3 separate regions of the Zea mays genome follow, and all the other regions are linked to region 1. A link is a contact called in public Hi-C data. All regions are on one chromosome and are shown on one strand. Each heading gives the region's core, a stretch centred on a gene start, on an enhancer-like site or on the middle of the called end of the contact. The rest is flanking DNA. Distances are from core to core; before and after follow the strand shown.

Evidence for each region. Hi-C and Micro-C count contacts between places; a contact is called where the count stands out from the background.
Region 2: a Hi-C map of tassel shows a contact between it and region 1, with 1.5 times the contacts expected there. The contact joins two enhancer-like sites. A contact is called at or near these places in 2 of 25 Hi-C or Micro-C datasets (ear and tassel).
Region 3: a contact with region 1 is called in a Hi-C map of endosperm, with 1.7 times the contacts expected there. The contact joins the promoter of LOC103630776 here to the enhancer-like site in region 1. A contact is called at or near these places in 3 of 25 Hi-C or Micro-C datasets (ear, endosperm and leaf).

What each region holds. Positions count from the first base shown.
Region 1 is chr6:177,984,382-177,988,430 of Zm-B73-REFERENCE-NAM-5.0, reverse strand. No RefSeq gene overlaps it. Among protein-coding and RNA genes, the nearest start is that of LOC100191988, 61 kb to the right of the region's middle. Within about 2 kb of position 2,745, at least 18 of the 20 cell types and tissues checked have an H3K27ac peak or open chromatin away from gene starts, as enhancers often do. A contact at or near this core is called in ear, endosperm, leaf and 1 more, where this site is marked.
Region 2 is chr6:178,143,452-178,147,974 of Zm-B73-REFERENCE-NAM-5.0, reverse strand. No RefSeq gene overlaps it. Among protein-coding and RNA genes, the nearest start is that of LOC103630784, 38 kb to the right of the region's middle. Within about 2 kb of position 2,009, at least 16 of the 20 cell types and tissues checked have an H3K27ac peak or open chromatin away from gene starts, as enhancers often do. A contact at or near this core is called in ear and tassel, where this site is marked.
Region 3 is chr6:177,729,824-177,734,326 of Zm-B73-REFERENCE-NAM-5.0, reverse strand. LOC103630776 (putative cyclin-dependent kinase F-2) reads right to left here and starts at 1,814. Exons shown (of 1, transcript XM_008651839.3): 1 at 66-1,814. The coding sequence starts at 1,281. The coding sequence ends at 175. LOC103630775 (auxin-like 1 protein) reads right to left here. Exons shown (of 8, transcript XM_008651838.3): 2 at 3,793-4,503; 3 at 3,580-3,655; 4 at 3,378-3,451; 5 at 3,221-3,286; 6 at 3,056-3,145; 7 at 2,793-2,969; 8 at 2,442-2,713. The coding sequence ends at 2,678.

The sequences.
Region 1 (4,049 bases), core at 1,496-3,995:
TTGAAGGACAAATATGTAGTATTCATGCCACTACATTAATCTAAGTCCAAAGCTCACTGCATAAAACCCCTATATGTAATGTGCGTAAGATTTCCCAAATAAATCACCACAATAGCATACATTGGCCACAAACTAGATGATTGTGGTTGGGGATTTTATCTGTATGCTTTTAGAACATCTCGGCATTAGAGGGAGGAATGCTCATATAATGTAATGCCTCAATATTCTATTAAACACACAAAAGCCAAACTGAACCTGTCGTTCGGTGTGTACTCCTGTGTATATGGAGTTTGCCAGAAATCGTTGATGAGTAACCATATTGGTCTGAATGCTTCTACCTGATATAGGTGTGGATATACCCGGGATTAATATCATCCACATTTGACTTACTGGTATTTTATCTATTCTCGGGGACGCCTACGAATATGATCCATCAGCCTTAGTCAAAGCATATGTTCTGATTGCACATTCACGTGGTCTGTGATAACTCTCCTCCGATTAATTCACCTTGATGGTGTTTTGCCTCACGAAGAGGTTCATCTTGATGATGAAATTCCTAGCAATGCGCGCAATATCATTGTGCTGGGAATACGGAACAATGAATCTTTTGTTTTGGGAAATGACGAAGATCATTATTAAATGTGGGAGACAAATATGTCGACACCTATCTTGCCCCTCTAGATTGCAAATGGATCCAAAACAAAGTCCTAGGCATGAGTGCTTTAAGCTCTCTTATCGGGTCATTGATAAATGCAATCGAGGTTGAACCAATAATCGCAAAATAAAAGTCACGAGCTAGAAGTTCGGATATTTATGGGCACTATTGAAATAATGTGTGGTGAATGCGATGGTTCAAGTGGTCTCATGAGAGACCCATCCCACGTATGTGTTGAATAAACACTGTTCCGCTATGTAATATATCTGGCAAATGGCATGAATTAAAATATGCAGTTAATAGGATTCTGAAGATCCGCATGAGATCCTACGGGGACTCATATCTTTGAATTATAAATATGCAACATATAAATCTCGTACTATATAATACATTCCTGATGAATGATCACTCTCCTATGTAGAGAGAATATCTCCTAGATGAGATTATAGTTCCTTGATGGAACTTTTCCAGAAGAAATAAAGTCTGTGTTAAACACCAAAGTTTGATAATCCCTATAAAGGGATAAAGACCCATATAGACCCGAAAAGGAATAAGATGAGGTACCAAAGGACTTGAAGTTTACCGAATAAGCACATGTGCATTCCATGAGTTTTACTCATGGTAATTTCCACTAGATGTGGAATTACGGTATCCTTTAAAGCTCTGATGGCAGAAACCTATAAGGTTTAGGTGTCACTGGCAAAATATCCCCATTGTGCCAGAATGACAGACTATAACGATGTATCTTGTCGATGAAAAATCCCTGATAGATTACGATCTTTGATGGACTTTTGTTACACCATCATAGATGTTGCAATGGATGAACGCCTGGAGCGATGTGTCATATTTAGAATATGTACTATTGCAACTATATTGCCCCCTAAGTCCTATTGAAGGACATGTTACTTGCTTTGCACAACTATGTATAAATTATGGTGTAAGATAGAAAATGATAGCACCCCAACCTCATCCATTCTTGTTATTCCAGATGAACAATGAGACATATATCTTGAAGAATATGCTTGAGTTATGAGGGATAACGACTTTGACAGATGTCATCATCAGGGGGAGCGAATGCTTATATTGATCACAATCGTGAGACAATAAATGTCATATTCTATGTCCTGAAGGCGTGAGCTTGATGATCAATATGTGAACCTTTATGGAACTTTCTATCAAATATATAGATCCAGTCGATCGAATACCATCAGTCAAAGTGGCTTATTTATATTGATACGTGCACTTACCTCGAATATTTTAGAAGTGAGTAGAGGTAAAGTTCCTGAAATAGTCCTTGCAAGGATATGCAATCCGTTTGCTAAATCTTTATGTGCATATACTTCCAGAAGAAGATGTTTTGCCTTATTGATACAGTTTTGCAAGGTTCAGGGGGAGCACATTTCTAAAGTTAGCCTTTGTAGAAGATTCGGTAGAATCTAGATCCCAGATGATCGAAATCTGTCCCGATGACAACTGTTGTACTCTTTTTCCCTTGATGAGTTTTCTTGAAGTTTCTCACATGAGATTTTTAACGAGGCAACAAAGTGTAAATGCAATTTGTATCACCATGCACTCTTTCTCCATATTTTTCCCACTGGGTTTTTTGGAGTTTTAACGAGGCATGTGTTGGTCGCGGTATTCGCCCAAGGGGGAGTGTTGAGAAACCCTAATGAAGAGTTATGTGAGCAAATACCGAATATAGCCCTGAGGGCTATCGCGTCTCTATATATAGAACATGTACCCCTCATATGGAATACAGAGATCAGAAAGAGGCCAGAGGCCCAACCCTATATCATGTGTCTCGTGTGTTTCCTCTGTCGTGCTTATGGGAAAGGAGACGGGTTTTCTACATCTTCTTGCGCCTCTGCCGCTGACGGGAGGGAAGGGAGCGGATCTGGTGATCCGTGGTAACGTAGTTCTCAATAGTTCTTAGGAAGCGGTGCACCGAATGCACCGGTCGGTGTGGGCAGGACCGGCTGGCTTGGCAATAGCCCACCATGGCCAGCGAAAGAAGGCCCAACTGGCCCACCGAGGAAGGCCGATTGAGGTCCTGGCTGGAGCGTCGAAACAACACCCCGTGGCGACTGTTGCACGAGGCCAGGGGAGCGGTAGCCAGGAAGCGGCCCACAGGCGCCCCCGGCCACATCTGAATAAGCCCAGTCCATGGATTGTAAAATGAAGGCCAAGCTGGTGAGCTGTTATGCTTTTTGTTTTTGTATTTCTTCTTGGGCCCTGGATGATGAGATGAAGCAGGGGTACCGTGAGCCGGTCCGGCAGAAGAACGAGGAGCAGTGGCGTACCCCTGAGCCGGTCCGGCAGAAGAACGAGGAGCAGTGGCGACGAGTGCCTGCGAGGGTGCCGAAGGTCTGGCCATGGAGATCTCTTCAACCAGGAGATCATTCTTGACCTCAGTGAAGGAGGGGAACGGCTTCTGTCGCTTGAGAATGGCGCCCATGTACACAAACTTCTCATTCAGACCGCGTAGGACGGACAGAACAAGAGTTCGGTCAGGGACATGCTCGCCCAAATCGCCCAGGAAGTCCGCCATAGACTTGAGCTTGCGGCAGTAATCAGAGACAGAGAGGTCACCTTGCACAAAGTTACGGAACTCGGCGTCGAGGATGAGTGCACGGGTCTCCTTGTTGCCGACGAACTGATCTTCGATGGCGAGCCAGACGTGACGCGCGGATGCGCCGGGCGTCATGACATCGCTGAGAAGCTACAACGGAAACGGAAATAGAAAGGTCGCAGGAGCGACGGCTGATACCATGAAAGCATGATTGTATTCATATAATCTTTTTTGATAATTACATTGGTGGCCGAGACTCAATATATATAGCAGTCATATAGGCCGGTTTATAGAAGTAAGAACCGGTCAATATCAATCACTGCTATATTAGGAACCAATCATATCAATTACTGCTATACAGCCAATACCGTGAAGGCGGAAGACTATGATGGCATTCCATCTATAACTCTAACAATCATCATGACACACCTTGTACACGGCGATGAGGTGCGATCCCCGCGGCCGTGCCGGAGCCTAGGCCGCCAGGGAGTGACGCACCTTCGACGAAGTTCCCTGCGACGTGCGTGCCGTGGCCAATGCTGTCGTCGGAGGGGTCGTAACCTCGGACGAAGGACTTGGATCCGACGAGCTTGCGAGTGCACCGGCCGGTGTCTTCTTCAGAGCCTGTGCAGGCCCCGTTCCACCTGGCTGGTGGCTCCGGGACCCCGTCGTCGCGGAAAGAGACATGCTTGCCGTCGATCCCCGAGTCCACAACGCCGATGACGACTCCGCTGCCGTAGCCGGCGTCGCTCCAGAACCGGTGCTCGTCCCTGCTAAGCCCGAGGAACGACGCGTGCGCGTGGTGAAGAGCTCCAGCTTGCGGTC
Region 2 (4,523 bases), core at 760-3,259, 160 kb before region 1:
ACTCACTAGTTGTGTGTGAGACATAATTTAAATCTTCTGGACCTCTTTGTAGTGTATGCCATTGAAAACCCAATATCTCTTGCTTCACGTGTAGCTTCCTTATCAACTCATCTACATTGGTCTAATACCCGTGCTAACGCTACGCGCGCTATGATCACGAGGAGGGAGGAGAGGGGAGGTGCAAGTGAGGGTGTGTGAGTGAGGATGATGCAAATATCATTGGGCCTATTTGGTTCAGCTTTTTCTGCCAACTTTTCGAAGAATCTGGCTGTGTAGAAAATCTGAGTATCATTAGGATTACGTGCGGAGTAAGATAAAGGTGCCCATAGGGCTTAGGATCTATAAAGTGATGGATTCCTACTATTGCAACGACTCAACCGATTATGTGTTTATGTTGATTTTGAATGGTTTTTACCGAAATGATTTCTATAGAAGCTGGCTGAAAAGCTGAGCGCTTGGCAGTCCGCAGCATCTTTTGGTGGCCAGAAGCTGCAAAAAGCTGAAACAAACACGACCATTGATCATTTGATTTAAGTAAGGAAGATACGGTAGGGTTACCCAACGATCTGAATCATTATTTTCGAGGGTGTGTTATATGTGAGTGTAGTTTGTTTAGTGGATTTAGCAGAGGTTATAAGTGTGTGGTGATTTGTTAGATGGGTTTTGCAAAGTTGAAACATGTGGATTATATCGAATAGATGTATAGACAAGTACTTGTGACCAATTAAGTTTTGGGTGATCTTATTTTGAATTTACCTGCAAAGGATATTTAGTCATCGTTGGTATTACCTACCAAAACAGGAGGAAATCTAGTGCCCTTGAAATTTAGATATGGGACTGACCAGGGATTACATTTTCGTTTTGAAATTCAGAAAACCATTTTGTTGATCAAAGTTTGACTTTATATTTTTAAATTCTAAACTGGAATACACAGAAAATCAGATCGATTTTTAAATTTCGAACCAAAGCAAAAAACGATAAATTTTACTACTTTTTGCTCCTTTTCGAGCGATATTAGCAGGTCGTGTAAAGAGTCGTGCAAAGTATTGTTCTGTACTATAAATTGCACTGTTTATAGAGTGAAGTTTGAAATAAGGAGTGAGATAAAGAGTCTGTTGGAGATAGTCTAACACCTCTCATTAGCACATGCTTTGATACTTTTGGAACTAAAACTACGAACCAAAGGTCATTTATTTAAGTGCTTTTCTTCCCGCCCACTTTAGAATATTTTGAATCGAATGCCTTTTTTTACGAGGACTGTTCTATCTTAATTCCTCTTTGAATTTTGCTTTTAAGAAAATTAAAACATGTTAAAAAAAACTAACCAAATAGAGCTTCAATATAATATGGTTAGACTGTTTCCAGCAGAGGTAATAAATAAGAGACGTGGAACTGTCGATAATACTATGTAACTCTGTTTGTAGAGTAAAGTTTGAAATAGGGGATGTCATATATAAGAGATAAGATAGGAGATATGTCGAAGATAGCCTTAGGACCCGTTCGTTTCTGCAGGAATGCACCAAGAATTGTTCATGTTGATCAAAACTTATATAAATTAAAGAAGCAATCTGGGTAGGAACAGTTCCGGTCTTCTATTCCGTGTCAACCGAACGGGCCGACCATTTATAACCGTCGAATGGTTTTTTGAACAACACCAACGTATGAACAAACAAATGCAGATACAACACGTACTCGTCTGTAGCTGCTGGGCACGTACTCGTCTGTAGTTTGTACCTTTGCTTCTAGGCTAAGGCATTTGGCCTTCCGCAGCTTATCCCATTTTCCCTAGACGCGAAACAAAGCTCGAAGGGGAGGGGAAGTCCGAAATCGTGTGACACCCGACCGTTATCGTCATATTCCGTGGCTCCCGCCGCTGATTCATGCACCACGGCGCCGCTCCCACATTATTCGTCCCGAACTTGATCATGCTGCCCACAGCCCACGCAAGGTTTATGTTAAATCTGGGCCAAACATTTTTGGGCTGATTCGGGCCGAGGGCTATGCTGCAAGCAGGCCAAGTTTCCTCATGAAATGGGCATTCTGTGCTAGTGTGTCAGGCCAGTCCCAAAATATACTTGTGACGACTTATGAAGAGCGTCTCTAAAAAGCTCACCAGAAAACTCCTTAAAATCAGTTTTAAGAGACATCTAAATAACTAGTGAAGATAGATTTAAATTTTTTCTCCAACAAATCCCTTAAAGTAGTAGATTGTTTCTCGTGAGCCCTAAACCCCCTCATTTGTAGCTACAAATGAGGGAGTTTTAAGAGCTATAAAAAAGTTAGGAGCGCTTTAGGGGAACTGTTGGAGATACGTTTTTATTTTTTTTCTCTAAAAAACTGGATTTAGGGGAGACTTCTGGAGAGCTTTTAGAGATGCCCTAATGATTACCAAACGTGTCCGAGCATTGCAGAGCAGGGAACTTATAGAATCAGACTCCATATTTTTTTTGTTGGACACCGATGATTCTAACTCTTGAGAATTCAGAAAAAATGGACGTTGCGCTATAACGAAGAAACTCTTTTTTAAATATTAGAAAAAACATTTTTAGAAAAGGGATTATTATTAAGCTATAACTAAGAAACTCTTTTTTTATATTAGGAAAATATTTTTAGAAAAAAGGAATATTATTAATATTCCAGCTTCTGTATCGGTTGATACATGTGGCTGTCAAACTCACAAACATAGGGGTTCTACCTTGGAACAAAAATCTCGTATTCTATAAAGGTTTCGTGAATTTAAGCTCTCAATCTATGATAAAAGACCATCCATTATTTGAAAAGATCTCCATCATTGTCGTTTTAAGCACACGACAGCCCCATTTTAATTAAGGTCTATTCTCCTTCTGCAACAGTGTCCAGGACTTTATTCAATGTGTTCCTCTGAAGGTGACATGCAAGGGAGTGGAAACTTGTGCATTATCAAAAACCACATCATTACGACTTAACCATATAGCCCAACAGAGGGCACATGATCCAACCCAAATCAGACTCTTAAGTCTATAAGTTAAACCTTTTAGCCAAGTGCCAAACATATGTTGGATGCACGAAGGTGAAGTAATGTTCAATGAAATTTGTACATCTCTCCAAACACATCTAGCCATATGACAGTCAAAGAAAAGGTGTTGAATGGATTCATCTAAGTTGCATCCACAACATTTAATACTTACTTTCCACTGTTTTTTTGCTAAATTATCCTCTGTTAGAACTATGCCTTTAACTAAGTACCACATAAAAATTTTAATCTTCAAAGGTAGCTTTAAATCCCAGATGGGGTGGTTTCTCGAAACAATGTTCGGAACGACCAAAGCCCTATACATAGAGCTGACCGTAAACTGACCTTGCAGGAGAAAATCCCATACAGACGTATCTCTTTGATCAGCTAGACTAATAGTAAATACTCTAGCTACTATCTGATTCAAAGCAGCTAGATTATTTATATTAAGCGACCGACGAAATGCCACATTAAGCTGATAATGTTATAAAACATTAGCTACCGTTGCCTTTTTTCTTTCTCACAATGTTGTACATATCTGGAAATTGGTCTTTCTAAGGGACAGACCCCAACCATTTATCTTCCTAGAATTAAATATGTGTACCATCCCCTAACACAAAATGACTCATTCTCATAAAGTCCCGTTTTACCTCCATGAGTCCGGACCAAAAGTGAGAATCACCGAACATGTGTTCTACTTGGGTTATTGTTTTATTTTTTTAGATACTTATTTTGAAAGAGACATTACCAGATACCTTGTTCATCAATGAGTCTAAAAAGCCATTTACTTAGAAGACATCTATTTTGTAACCTCAGATCTAGGATGACAAGACCCCCAAAGCCTTGGATGCGCACAATATACTCTATTTAGTTAGCCTATATTTTCTTTTGAGTCCCTCACCTTCCGAGAAGAAACGAGACCTAAACTTGTGCAAACGTTTTAGAAAACACGAGGGAAGAGAAACGCATAGCTATTTTTTTTCAAGCACGCAAAAAAATATATTTCCTGTATTTTTAACGACGATGGTTGCCTGCAGTCTAGGTCTTCATTCACGAAGGCCGTCCGATTCTGAATATCATCTCTCTCTGTCTGTCTCTCTCTCTGTCTCTCTGAAGAAAATACAGTCTGAAAAGTGAAATCTCTACATGTGTTTGTTCGTACGAAGCTATCTGAAACCTATGCATTTGTTTTGTACGAAGCCAAACCACAAGCGAGCAAAAAGAATGCAATGTAACGGATCGAAACAAGAACCTGACCTGTTCCCGAAATGGCCTTTTTCGGGTGAATCATTCCACCGCGGCCTGGTCTGGTGGTGCAGTCTGATCCAGCACAACACAACACAACACCAAACCAACCGTCTCTCTCGTACAAGCAAGAACAAGCATCCGACACATCGACTGCTTGGGCATTCCAGAATTTTCCAGCATCCATCCATATATGATGATATGAATTGGAACCAGCGGACAGGGACATGTAGGGTCACCGGGTCAGGCTGGTGCCACACATGCTTAGCAGACAAGCAGAGGCAGC
Region 3 (4,503 bases), core at 565-3,064, 250 kb after region 1:
ATGTCAATGTCCAGAAAAAACCATCTACCAAGGATAGAATGAATAAAATAATGGCATCCGGATGAACAAACAAGTTCATAAAATAAAGCATATAACAATCAATCTATCATAAGTTCATAACTGTCGGTTAGTACGCGTATAGTAATACGTTAGACAATCTTCTTCTAGATCAGATCATTGAGCCATCTTTGCTGTAGCAGAAACTGAAGCAGCAGAGTCCGTGTCTTTAGTGAACCACGGGCTTCGGAGCGCGACCGACGCCGACGGCCTCTTGTCGGCGTCGCAGGAGAGGAGCCGCTGCAGGAGGCCGAATCCATCCGCGGACAGGAGCTTCTTGGGAAAGAGCTTCGGCAGCATGCTGGGGTGGCGGACGGGCGGCAGGGGCACCATGGCGGCGAGCGGGAGGGACTTGAATGCCGGCCACGTCGTCCGCTCCGACACGCCGAGCACGCCGAATATCAAGCTGAGCACCTCCATGTCGTCCTCCCCGTCGAAGAGCGGCTTCCCGGTGAGGAGCTCCGCCATGACGCAGCCGAGGGACCACATGTCCACCATCGCGTCGTAGTCGGGCTTCCCCAGGAGCATCTCCGGCGCCATGTACCGGACCGTGCCGGCCTGCCCGTACGCCGGCTTGGTGATCGAGGCGGCGAGCCCGAGGTCGCATATCTTGACGGAGACGGGCTCGCGGTCATCGGCGCCGGCGCCGGAGCCGGAGCCGACAAGGATGTTCCCGGGCTTTATGTCCCGGTGCATGATCCGGCGCGCGTGCATGTGCTTGGCCCCGGCCAGGAGCTGCCGCATGATGAGCCGCACTTGCTGCTCCGTGAACGGGCGGCCGGCGCGGTAGCGGCTTCCGTTGAGTACGTCGTGGAGGTTGGGACCGACGCACTCCATCACGAGCGCGATCTCGGCCGTAGCGGGGCTGATGGCGATCGCGTGCAGGCCGACCAGGGACGGGTGGCCGCGGCAGGCCGCGAGGAGCTCGGCCTCCTGCAGCGTCTTGGAGGCGACGGCGTTCGCGCTAGCTTTGGCCCCCGCCTCCGCCTCCGCCCCAGCACCAGCTGGCGCGCGGAGTGTCTTCACGGCGACGGCCTGACCCGTGGCGCGGTGCCGCGCCTCGACGACGGCGCCGAAGCTGCCCTCCCCGAGCACCCGGGTCGTCTCGTAGTCCGCTGTCGTCCAGAGACGGCGCCGCTTGCACCACCCCGCCCCCGCGCCGGAGGAGTCGTCGTCGTCGCGGTCGAGCAAGAAGCTGATGGCAGCAACGCGCTTGGCGAGCATCGCAAACCGGTGGCGAGGATCGCAGCAGAATGACGGGCGGGCGGGTGGTGATGGATCGGAGGCAAGCGTGGCGGCGTAGGGGACGAGAAGTCAGATAGCTAGCGGTGCTGGAGGCGAAATGGATGAGGTTTGGATCCAGGACAGGACGAATATATAGAGCAACAACCGTGGGCCGTGGCTGTGTTTGGACTTTGGAGACGCGGAAAGCGGAAAGCGTCCGGAGCGGATTGCATGCATAACAACTTCTACAGACATGTACAACGCTCTCTCTCTTTCACGCGTGGGGAGGGAGAGGGAGGGTAGTATTTTGGATATTCACCTTGAAAAAATCAATATGTTTCATCCATATCCACCGCCGGCGAAACCCCGTCACATTTTCTGTTCCTTGCCTCGCCGCTGCTGTGAGCGCACCACCACCGGCCGTCAACTCACCCCATCAGATTGCCATCGCAATGGACCGCGGCCGTTCCTGCTATGGTAAGGTTATTACACACCCTATGATTTATTTTGGTTTTTTTCCTAAAATCTAAGAGATGATAATGCTCCTTCCACTCTAGAAAGAATATTTTTCTAACGCCAAATGTTTGTCTTCTTACTTTTTTTGTTCTCTTAATAATAATAATAATAATAATAATAATAATAATAATAATAATAATAATAATAATAATAATAATAATAATAATAATAATAATAATAATAATAATAATAATAATAATAATAATAACAACAACAACAAGAACAACAACAACTAGTCTACTTTCACGTGGATGTCCGTATATTACTTGAAATGATACAAAATAACACCACATTAATTCTCTTATGGAGAGGATATTTTCAACCAAATAAATCGTTCACGATCGGACTAAGATATTTAATAATAGATATTGTTACCTTCATTTATATAGGCCGTTTTTTAGTTACAATAATGTAACATTGAGATAAATCATTTTTATAGATTTGATTAAATTCTAGAACACTTTGTTTAGATGGAACTAGAATTTTATCTCTCTTTTTTGGACGGGGGCAAGTCCTACGACAGGTTTCCGGAGCTAGAAGAGCCGGCTGTTTCCGTCCGACCGACCAATCGTGTCAGTCATCCCTATTCTCTAACTACCTGAAACTCTACCGTAAAGGATCCATCTGACCAATGCATTGGGCAGTTTTCGACCCACCGCGCGGGCTTGGAAACTTACGAGCAATGGAGCTCTTTTTGCTGAACTGATTCTGAGATAAGGTACTAACCAGCATCATCTGCGCTGTGTTTCTGACACGGATATCTAGGGCTACAACTGCATATTTACAATCAGTTTTGAATCAAGAAACTGACGACGTCGCTATAGAAAATATACGAATCGCCTGCCTCAAAATAAACGGCCGCTCTAGCACCCCCGCCACCCTAGCGCTCCTCCGAAGTGAATTTGTTCCAAGCATCCTGCAAAACAGGTGGCAGCAGGTGAGCAGAGATCCAACTTCCAAATAACCAGAGCATTCAATGTGGACAGAGCACATACCTTAAGAAGATCAAAAACCTTCTCACATATGTATTTCTGTCTGATCGTAGCGCCCCTCTGCTGTAGTTTATCTGGATGGACACATAGGGTTGCCTTCCTGTAAGCTTTCTTCACAGCAACCGCTGTAATGAGATCTGTTAGTGGCACCGGTTGCCAGCCACTATCGGCACCAAGAATCTGCCAGGGGAAACAGAGCGACACGTGATAACCTTTTCCATGTTCTATGTTACGGGTTTAAGGATGCATGAAATTTAGCTGCTTACATATTGCAATGTGGATAGCAGGGCCCTCAGATTTCCTTCCTTTCCATTTGACCATCTCTTGATCTCAGGATCCAGGAATTCAGACAGCCTCTGAAATACATAAACACCAATGCTATGAATAAATGCAGGTACAGAGAGAATGTTCTTTGTGTGTAAATGTCTTACATGTTTCTCTGCTTGCTCTCTTTGAGCCAGCAGGTCCCGCGTGTTCTTCTCGGCAAGAGCTTTTGTCTGAAAATAGGGAATGTGCGTGTCACCAAACTATCGACAAACATAAGGAAAGAAAAATGAAATAAACCCCACAGAGGAGTATCAGCTATACCACACGCTCAGCTGTGCGTTGATGCCTCTCTAATCTTGCTTTATGTCTTAAAGCGGACTCAACCTCAACCATTGCTGCCAACAAATATCAAAGAGTAGAAAATTAGATTAGTAACAACCAAATACTTTTTTTTTACAAAATGCATGCAAGGTTTCCTCAGAAAACATGAATTACAATAAAGTCTTCTGAATATATTAAGTACCTCTGTTGCTGGAATCTGGGTTTCGGATGAAATTACTAGAAGTTGCCCTATGAAACTGTGACTCCTGTCGAATATCCTGCATCCAGAAACCAAATTTATATCTAGTCAGCATTTTCTCTGAAAAGGGAAGAGAAAAAGGAAAGAAGGTTGCATAGTAGAGTCTGAATTTCAAACTGCATCACTCAATGTACCATACCAATGAAACAAACCTACCTGATTGGTGGACTTAAAACTCTCCTTGAAAGAGGATTTGTATCGTTCCCTCCGCTCTCTTGCCTCTGCAAGAGCCTTCTCAGCCTTTGCCTTTTCTATTGCCCGCTCCCGAGCTTCAGCAGTTGCTCGCTCGACTGCCGCACGTTCTGCTTTTATCCTAGCTTCTCTAGTAGCCCTTTCAGCAGCTGGTTCGACACTTGCTCTATCTTCTTTCTCTCGGGCCTCTGCAGATGCCCGCTGCCGTGCAGCATTAATTCTTTCCAAAGCCATTTTTTCTGCCTTTTCACGAGCTTCGGCAAATGCTCTCTCATGTGCTTCTCTTGTCGCTCTTTCAACAGCAAGTCTATCCTTTTTACGCTCCCTCTCCCTTTCCGCCTCTTCTAATCTTCTTCTTTCCTTCTCTTCAGCAAGTTCTCTCTCTTTCTTCAATTTATGTCTTTCCTTCTCTTCAGCAAGTTCTTTTTCTTTCTCCAATTTACTTCTTTCCTTCTCTTCGGCATGTTCTTTTTCTTTCTCCATTTTTCTTCTTTCCTTCTCTTCGGCAAGTTCTCTTTCTTTCTCAAATTTCCTTCTTTCCTTCTCTTCGGCAAGTTCTCTTTCTTTCTCCAATTTCCTTCTTTCCTTCTCTTCAACTTCTCTTTCTTTCTCCAATCTCCTTTCACTTTCGTTTTCCTCCTGTACTCTTTGAGAAGACCCTTTGTCCTTTTCACA